2 separate regions of the Oryctolagus cuniculus genome follow, and region 1 is linked to region 2. The links are chromatin contacts, called in public Hi-C maps. All regions are on one chromosome and are shown on one strand. Each heading gives the region's core, a stretch centred on a gene start, on an enhancer-like site or on the middle of the called end of the contact. The rest is flanking DNA. Distances are from core to core; before and after follow the strand shown.

Region 1 (4,448 bases), core at 149-2,648, 290 kb before region 2:
AATCTTTGTCATCACTCCAATCTGAGAGTTAGGGCTACAATGGCTGTGTTTTCCACAGGTAGTCTGGCCACCCTTACACTCCTTATACTCAGAAAATGACCAAGTTATATGTATGGGGATGAGTGGCTAGACCTGTTTTCCTGTAGGAGGGTGTAGGAGTATCATCTACTTGAGATAGCCCATCATTTCCCATCTTGCTTCATGCCAGCTCTCAGCAATATGTTATCCCAGTCTTAATATAGTGCTTAAGTGATGGAAAAATGTGAGGACAGGAAAATCCATATCAGGCCAATAGAGGAATATACCCTGGGCCCTATGTAGGTTGCTACAGACTTCTGGTTGCATTTGGGAGCTACTTGGAGGAATTTGGACCCAATGCTGATTCACCCTAAGAGAATGCTTTTAGACGCTGAGAGCTCTCCTAGCCTAAGGCAGATTCATGAACTATAACATCCAACACCTTACTCTGTCACATTTGGAAACATGTGACTCTGTGTGTCATTATATATGCTCCTTCTCTTAGTGGATATAGACTGAACTTCTCCATGGGAAATTCATTTTCTGAAGGGATATGTCATTCCATAATTTCTTACTGGATTTGAGGGAGTAATGCCACCAATTTTCCTTCAGGCTCTAGAAGAGAGTGGCCTAATTGAAGAGTTATTTTCATAATGCTAATCAGCAGCCAAAGCATCAGGAATTGTAGGGAGGCGTGGAACTGCAGGCAGCCCAGGAGATATAGGTGTTCCTACTCTTTTTGGACATATCACTAAACACAAGGATATGTTCTGAGAAATGGGTCTTTGGGCAATTTTGTTATTATGCAAACATCAGCGTGTACTTATACCAACTAAGACAACTATGATGTCACTAGATAATGTAATCATATGGAACCGTTGTCATATATGAGCTCTGTCACTGACCGAAATGTCACTCTGTGGTACATGACTGTGTATGGACCACCACAGTGGCAGATAGAGTTTATCAGATTAGCTCTCTGTAGGGAAAATGACTTGGTAATGACTGGAGACAGAGATCTGAGTAGGGCCTAAAGCCAGAAACTGGTGTTCTGAATTATAACCCAGATGTCCAGTGGAAAATATAGCTTGTGAGAGACCTACACAAAAGTCAGCCAGCATTTTTGTAGTTTTTTGGATCATTGACACGCTCTTCCTCAACTTCCCTCCCCCAGACTTCTACCTTTGTTTGTTCAACCTTTCATTGATTGACTTTAAATTAAAAATAAACTTTTGAAAACATAACACAATAGAGACTCCGTGGCTAAGTGATCACACAGTACTTGCCCTAAAGCATGAGACAATTAAAATCCAATCAGGCTTGATAACGTTTTGTACTGTGTTGCTAGACTTCCCGTTGCTTTGACCTCTCTCCTTCCGGTATCCTGTTCTGGGACAGAAATGACACCACAAAGGTTTCCTGTGCCTGTCCTCTCCACTTCTGACCCCTTACTACATCCTCTCTCCATCTATTTGGAGAGCAATGATTTTGTTCCCCTGGAATTCCTCCCAGTTCGTATATTTGATGACACTTGTTGCTAATTTGGGGTGCCAAAAATGCTGGCCAAAGCCCAGGCTGCCTCAGGTCTACCAATGACCTTCTAAGCCACTGGCTAATTGGCAAAACGGCAATGCCATAGTCCCAGCCGTTAGTGGTCTTACTTTGTAAGCTCCCTTATCCCTGCAGCCTACCTGACTCTCCTGGATGTCCGAAACAAATGAATTCTTTAGCTCTTTCAGATACTTTCTCAGTGCCTACTCATTTTGAAAATACTTCCTTGAGGTGTCAGAAATCAATGTCTTTGGGATCAATGCAGTTAGGACCTTCTGGATGGAGCCTGAGGTAAGGACATCAAGTCCTAGATGGAGGAGCTGCCATCTTGTTCTTTCCCCCTCGTGACTTCAGAGCCTTCCTTTCCTGTGTCTGTAAAATGAAGATTTCAGCCCCTTGCACAAATAGCCAACAGTCATGTTTAATTCTGTGGTCGACAGAGCACTTAGCACATTGTTGTCAGTCAGAATATATTAAACAGGAGTCATGACCATACTCCAAAGAATAATAATTAGAAGAAGATGTCCCTATTGTCTTCATGGTACTCTCCTGTCCGTGATTTAGGCTGCCGACAAGGCTGGGATGCCAGTCCAGTGCAGAAGTGAGGCCCAATTCTGTGGAATGGGGGTGCTGTTGGCCACTGCATGCCTTCCCTACTCCAAGAAGTCTTGGTCCATTTCAAGGGCCTGGGCCTCCTGCTTGCTGGCCAACCACTCTGGGTACCACAGTTGCCCCTTGTCACTCCAAAGGCATAAGTGAATTTACATCCACATTGCCCACGAGTATATTCATCTTCTTCCTTGGGTCATTCTAAGCCTTTCAAAATGATCACAATCCAAGGGAAAGCAATGATCTTACCATCCACTTCCTTTTCTTGTGCCTTGTGGTAATCAAGGATATAGACAGGCTGGGAGGAATAGAACAGCAGCAACAATGGCAGGTCCTAACAGTTACTGAGAACTCTCCAAGTCACTTTGCAAACCTTTTTACATTAATGGACTCATTGACCTTTCAGAACAACACTCTGGGTACAGTAATACATTTATCCCTATTTAATAGATGTGCAGACAGTATTTTAGAGAGATTAAGTAACAGGAAAAAAGACATCTGCTGAGGGATTTCTTTAAGCCTTCTCTGAAGGTTCTATAACCCTTCTCCCTGGTTCCAGTTCCTCTGCTGATCTGAGTCAACAGAATGAAGAAAATGGGCTCAGTGTCCTCCCTGGGTGCTTGAGGATTCGATGCGCTAACTCCTCCTTGCAACTCTAGGGGGGCAGGGGTCTCTCGGTGCCTGGGATACTCATCTCCCTAGTCCAACAGATTCCTGAGGCAACAGCCGTGTTTTCTTCTCATTCCTGCCTCTTCATTTTCAGGTGGGGAGAGCGGGTGGTGACAACAGTTCAGTGTCTTTCAGCTGGATGCCATCAAGGCTTTTCGGAGTTGGCTGCTATGGAGACAAAGCACAGGTACCGCTGCCATTTGCCACCACTTGCTATTAAAAGACACGCACCGAATGTGAGCCCAAGATGTTCAGTGAATCAACCTGGAACTTACCCCTTTTTAAAAATTCTAATAGAGGGTAATTCATGCAAGTTGGTTGGCAAGCCATCTGCCTCAGGGACTGAGCACAGGTTAGATAATTAAACTCAACCTGTTCTCACATGGCTGTCTGACTTACCATTTACCTCGTCTCAGACTACTCGCCTCCAAAAACCCACTCTCCAAACTGGTTAACTCATTGTTCCCCCAAAACACCTGTCTCGCCTTCTTATTTTTACTCATGCCATTCCATCCACCTGGAACGCCCTTGCTTTCCTCTCCTCTCCAAATCCTTCTCATTTGCTTCACAATATGTTCCCCAGTCACCTCGCTCACAATGATGGTCTCTTCCTGAATTCCAATAGGAGTGAATTCTATATACTTCAGCTGGTAATTAATCATGTGCCGCCTTATGATTTTCTTTCTATTGTTACCTTGAACTGTTATTTAAATCTTTAATTTTAACATAACTGTTTCCATATGTTTGTCTTGTTTCCTTAATTGGAATCTAAGATCTTCAAAGCAGGAGCTATGGTATATAGTTTTATCCCTTCAGTAATTAGTATAGGGCTGGTTGGCTGATTTCTTTCTTCTTTTTCTTTTTGGTCACTTGAACAATAAAAATAATAAAACTTCATACAGGGCCGACGCCGCGGCTCACTAGGCTAATCCTCCGCCTTGCGGCACCGGCACACCGGGTTCTAGTCCCAGTTGGGGCACCAGATTCTGTCCCGGTTGCCCCTCTTCCAGGCCAGCTCTCTGCTGTGGCCCGGGAGTGCAGTGGAGGATGGCCCAAGTGCTTGGGCCCTGCACCCCATGGGAGACCAGGAGAAGTACCTGGCTCCTGCCATCGGATCAGCGTGGTACGCCGGCCAGGCCGCAGCGGCCAACGGAGGGTGAACCAACGGCAAAAGGAAAACCTTTCTCTCTGTCTCTCTCTCTCTCACTGTCCACTCTGCCTGTCAAAAAAAAAAAAAATCATACAATAACTTCAATAATAATAGGTACTATTTCCTGAGTGATAAACATGTGTGGGACAGTGGAGAAGGTAAGGTTTGTTTGAACCCGGAGAACTGAGGAATGAGCACTAAAGAAGAGCTGTGCTTGTGCTGCAGACAGAGATGGGAAGGGGTTCTCAAAGGGGTCTACTGACCAAAGGTGTTCTTGACACCTCTCTCTTGCCCTGCCCTTCCAAATGAGGACATGTGGCTGCAGAGAAATCCTCTATCACTTGCCCTTGTCATTCTTTTCTCTCTCTCCGTGTTCCCCATTTCCACCACCTTACAGCATACATGCTTGCTGTATTTCTTCTGTCTCCCTTTCAAGTCCTCACAAATACAT
Region 2 (4,874 bases), core at 1,580-4,079:
CCGTTGTATAAAACTTGCCTCTGCTTCTAACACATATTCTGTCACTTCATATATTTCACAAGTGGGTTAAATGCCATCATCAGAAATTATTGGGTCACATTTAAGACTCTGCTAAAGGTATTGTTGCAGAATCTCACTACACGTAGTTCCTGTGTTTTTGGAACAATCATTTGATCTATGATGCATCCAAATTTGCGTAACAGCAAATCAGATTCTGTCTGCATTGCACAAAAATCAAGGCCAAACTACAATCTATACATTTTAAAGAAAGTGTTCGTGCTGTTGCTGAAATGTGAATTGGCATATTCCACCCCAGCCTTTTCACAGGAAATCCTCATTGGTTTTAAGGAAATTGCACATGCTAATTCTGAGACTGTTACTGAACAGATTATCCGTGCAACCTTTTTTTCATTTTTTCTTTTTTTAAAATTTAAGCTGGGCAGTCAGAAGCAGCATGACCTACCTGCCTCTGACCTTCCCTTGCCGGAGAATGTGTTCAGAATTCCAGTCAAACCTGAACAGATCTGAGCAAAGCCGTTCTATTCTAGGGACCATGTCAGGCCCTGGCCTGGAACCTGCTAAAGTGGATTTCTAGATGGGATCTCACACAGACCTCCAAGCCAAGAAACCTCATCATGGCTTTGGGCAGCAGGGAACCAAACTGGAAAAGCACTGGCTTTGAAACTAGACAGTTGGAGTTCAATGCCTGACTCTGAAAATGATTTGGGAATGTGACCTGGGGTCTGCTTGCTTTTACTTCTCCGAGCACCATTTTTTGAAGTTTTTAACTGAGAATAATTAATAAGCACCTTGGAGACTTACACTGGTGCCTACTATTAGTTCCCCAGGTATCCTTTGGCCTGCACCCCTAACCACTTGTTTGGATGTGCACTCATCAACACGTCAGGATTGTGAAAGGACTGGCACAGGGATTACTGCCCTATCTCACGGATCCTTGATGGGTAGCTTTGGAGAGAGCGCCAGCAACCCTCCAGCATTAGTCCTGATGGTCAACCTTGTGTGATGCTTAACAGCAATGACCAGAATACAGAGGAGCAACAGGAGATGTCAAGGAACTCCAGGACTTACTGCAAGATCAACAAAACAGCCAGGCGCACAGAGATTATCACAGGACTCCAAATTTCAGCAGAAGAATACTGGAGTTATCTACAATTACCTTCTTCTACCCAAAGTTAAAGCTTTTTTGACGCTCATCTTGAACCACAGACATTTTTATCAATATCCCTGATGTGATTTGAAAAATGCTTTAATGCTTCCAGCATTCTCCAAACAAGGGAACATATCAAGAATAAGGACTACTGACACTGTATTAGTATACGTATGGAGCACTCAAATTGAGAGCGTTAAAATGAACAATAAAAGAAAGCACATCATTACAGAAGAATGACTGCTACAAATATACAGATTTTTTTTTTTTTTTCAAAAAATCACCAGATTGCAACCTATAGATTAGCAAAAGGATCATCAATGTGAGTAAAAACTATCAGGCCAAAGGCTGTTGGGGAAAGGGGTATTTGCCCAATGCCAAAGTATCAACACAAAGATTATTTGCTAACTGAAAAGGGGGGAAGGTTTTGGGGCATGTGGGGGTCACAGAACACTTTCCAACTGATTAACATTAGCATGACCAATATTGCCTAAGTTAACATCCTAGTGGAATAAAGAATTCAGTACCATCTACAAAGTCCTCTAGTCAAAAAAATTTTAAGCTGAAGCTGAACATATCTTTGGATATAATTTTTAATGTTAGCAAAAAACGTACAGAACCAATGAAAAGAATCCTACCAAGAAATAACTCAACAATTCTACAAAAGGGAATATTCTGTAAGGTGACTAGGCTGATCTCTTTAAAGACACCATCATTTAAAAAAAAAAGGCAGAAGAATTGTTTTAGTTTAAAAAAAAAGTATGAAGAGATACACAAACCCAATGTCATGCATAAAGATATTTTTTTATCATTGAAGACATTTTCATGGGAACAACTGAAACAATTTGAATATGGACTAATTAAGAAATTATTAGCAATTTCTTTAGGTGTGAGAATAATATTTTAATTAAATAGACAAGTGTCTAATTTTTAAGAGATGCATATTGAAAAACCTAGGCGCAAAATCTTATTAGATCTGTCAGTGAAAAATGGCTTTCTGAAACATATATATACCTACATATATTCTAGACACAAAGTAAATACAGCAAATATTAATAACTACCTTACTAAATGGGAGGTACACAGCATTTTGTTTTATCATTTTTTAACTTTTTTTGGGGTGTTTGAAACATTTTACTATATACGACTAAAAAGAAAATTGTTTTCAAATTCGAATGTGGCTTGAGTTTCCTCTGCAATAGCTCCCGGTGTGCATCTCACACACACCTAAACTGTCAATAAATATTTATTCACCGATGCGATGAGAGAATGAATCCCTTCTCTCCTTTGGGAAGCACTGGTGGCTGTTGAGACGGGGGACACCCAGAGCGACCTCCCAGAAAGGGTGAGTTGAGGCCCGAAAAAAAGCGAGCTCAAGGAGCAGCGTGATGGCACACATGCTGCAAACTTGGGCCCTGCGAGGTCTGAAGCCGGCGGGACGGCCAACGCCCTGCCCACCACTGGTACGTTTAAAGGATCAGACTGGGATTCCGATCTTAGGTTCCAATAACGCGCCCACCAGAAACACAGAACTTCCTGATTCCCACTTTAAGCTTGCCTGGGCCCAGGGCGAGAAAGCTACCAGGTAAGTAACTACCAAGCCCAGGAAAGTCCAAGTGAGTTCCTCTCCACAGTATGACCTCTTCATGCTTCCAGGGTCTGCACGGCACTTTAAAAGCACAGGCTTCCAAAGGACTTCCTCCGAGATAATACGGCTTTCTGGTTTTCACGTGCATAAAAAAGATGCTCACGATATGGTACACACACATTGCTACTCAGACTTATGCCTTCAAAACGTTTTCTAAAAGTGATACTGGGTAAGCATGAGAGGTCTTCCAGAGGTTCATAGAAAATGAGTATTAGGAAAAAAATCATGCACGAGTGTCACCTTTTTTTCTTGCCTGTACCAAAATGAACTTAAATGTTAATTCCACTTTCCACAAACTTTTTGAAGTCCCCTAGTAAGCATTAGGTCATTATAGTTCTTGCCCGCGAGGCGCATGGTACACTAAGCAAGATAGAGCAGACAAGACCTCTGACCTCCAGGACTATACAGAATCCTGGTGGAAACCAGTGTTCAACACGCACATGAATAAGAGCAAATCCGAAAAAACACCAGAGAGAAAACACGGAATGATTTGGCCATACACAGCAGGGACCCTGTGTTGGAGTGGATCTTAGGAAAAAACGCACAGGACCTGGACTGAATTACTGAACCCAAAAAACAAACATTTAAGCATAATATCGAATTAAAAAGCAATATGTATTTCTGTTTACACAAGCCTCATATCGTCATTTTCATAATACACAAAGGGATTATATGCCCTCTTTTTTTGCTTATATCCTTTCAATTTTGACTTTAGAAATGAAAACCTGAAAGAGGCAAGAGTTTTACAATGAAGTCATTGGCAATACCTTTTGTATCGAAAATGATTAAAAGGAAAAAAAATCAATTCTTCATAATGCGATTCATTTCAGAATCAACTACATGTTTAACTTCAATGACTCAAAAATGAGAAGACTCAGGAGCCAAGCAAGTTACAATGGAGAAGACCCGTTTCCTCAGCTTCAAAGTTTCTGGAATTTAACAATATTTTCCTAGATTAGGACTAATTCTTAAATCCTACTGATCAGTTTTAAGATCTGAACAGCAAATAACTTGGAACAGCATAGTTCTATTTGATTACTTTCTGAGAAAGAAAAAAGGATTCATATGAGGTTAAAGCCTTGGCCTTCACCACCGAAAACAAGATATGGACTGGGACATTCCGTTGTGGAATTTTGTATAAAGATTTCAAAGTATCTCACTGATTTTCAATATATTATTAATTTGTACTGCTCTTTAAATGAAAATCATCTGTGATATGTTTCCATGCCTTGAATAATCAAATTAAGGCAAGAAGTCTAAAAGCTTTTTCAAGGTCAGTAATAATGCCAGAGTTTAACACAGTGGTTAAATTACAGGGTATTTTTACAGACGATTCTAGGAAATGATCAAACCTAGTTGTTGTACATGAGAATAAATTACTAGAACCTCAGAAAAGCAGAACATCATAAGAGGCCCAACTCATGAAATTCTAACTTGACTGGTCTCAGGTAGGACCCTGCTTTCTGGACATCAATCTCTCTCTCTCTCCCACTCTCCCACTTTCTCTCTCTCCCATTTTTTTTTTTCTCTCTCTCCCTCCCCCCCATACACACACACACACGCAAACACACACACGCGTGCGCGCGCACACACACGCACACACACACACACAATCTATCCTGCCCAGAAGAGATTAATAATGAAACCATGGTTTGAGAGTCAGGCTACATTCCTGAAAAGGAAGACAAACCATTCCTGATAATCAATGTTGAACTTCCCATCCATTTAAAGGGGACTCTTTGGCCCAAATAACGATCATTTGTGTTGACATCATCGTTTCATTGAAAAACAGTGGATTTCAGCAAAATTAAAAGTTTGCAAATCAATGAACATTCAAAGCAGCTAAAGCGGCCAAAAGCAAATGATATTTTTTCACTCTGCCATTTGCAACGGTATTCATTATAGATATTAGCCATTGGCTATGATAAGACTGGGGTAAAACCATCTTGCAAAAAAGTTTATTTCTATGATTTTCATTTCTGTCAGACTTTCCATTACAAAATTTATTTTCTCAGCCAGTAAAAGTAGTATAAGGCTGCAATGTGGCAGAAACATTTT

The links. A called contact is a pair of places that touch in the nucleus more often than the background predicts.
Region 1: a contact with region 2 is called in a Hi-C map of an unstated tissue, with 2.0 times the contacts expected there. The contact joins two enhancer-like sites. A contact is called at or near these places in 2 of 6 Hi-C or Micro-C datasets (psoas muscle and an unstated tissue).

The regions. Positions count from the first base shown.
Region 1 is chr10:23,195,746-23,200,193 of mOryCun1.1, reverse strand. No RefSeq gene overlaps it. Among named protein-coding and RNA genes, the nearest start is that of CCDC68, 140 kb to the left of the region's middle. Within about 2 kb of position 1,398, at least 2 of the 8 cell types and tissues checked have an H3K27ac peak or open chromatin away from gene starts, as enhancers often do.
Region 2 is chr10:22,908,031-22,912,904 of mOryCun1.1, reverse strand. The region is part of intron 5 of TCF4 (transcription factor 4); the gene reads right to left. Among named protein-coding and RNA genes, the nearest start is that of TCF4, 210 kb to the right of the region's middle. Within about 2 kb of position 2,829, at least 3 of the 8 cell types and tissues checked have an H3K27ac peak or open chromatin away from gene starts, as enhancers often do.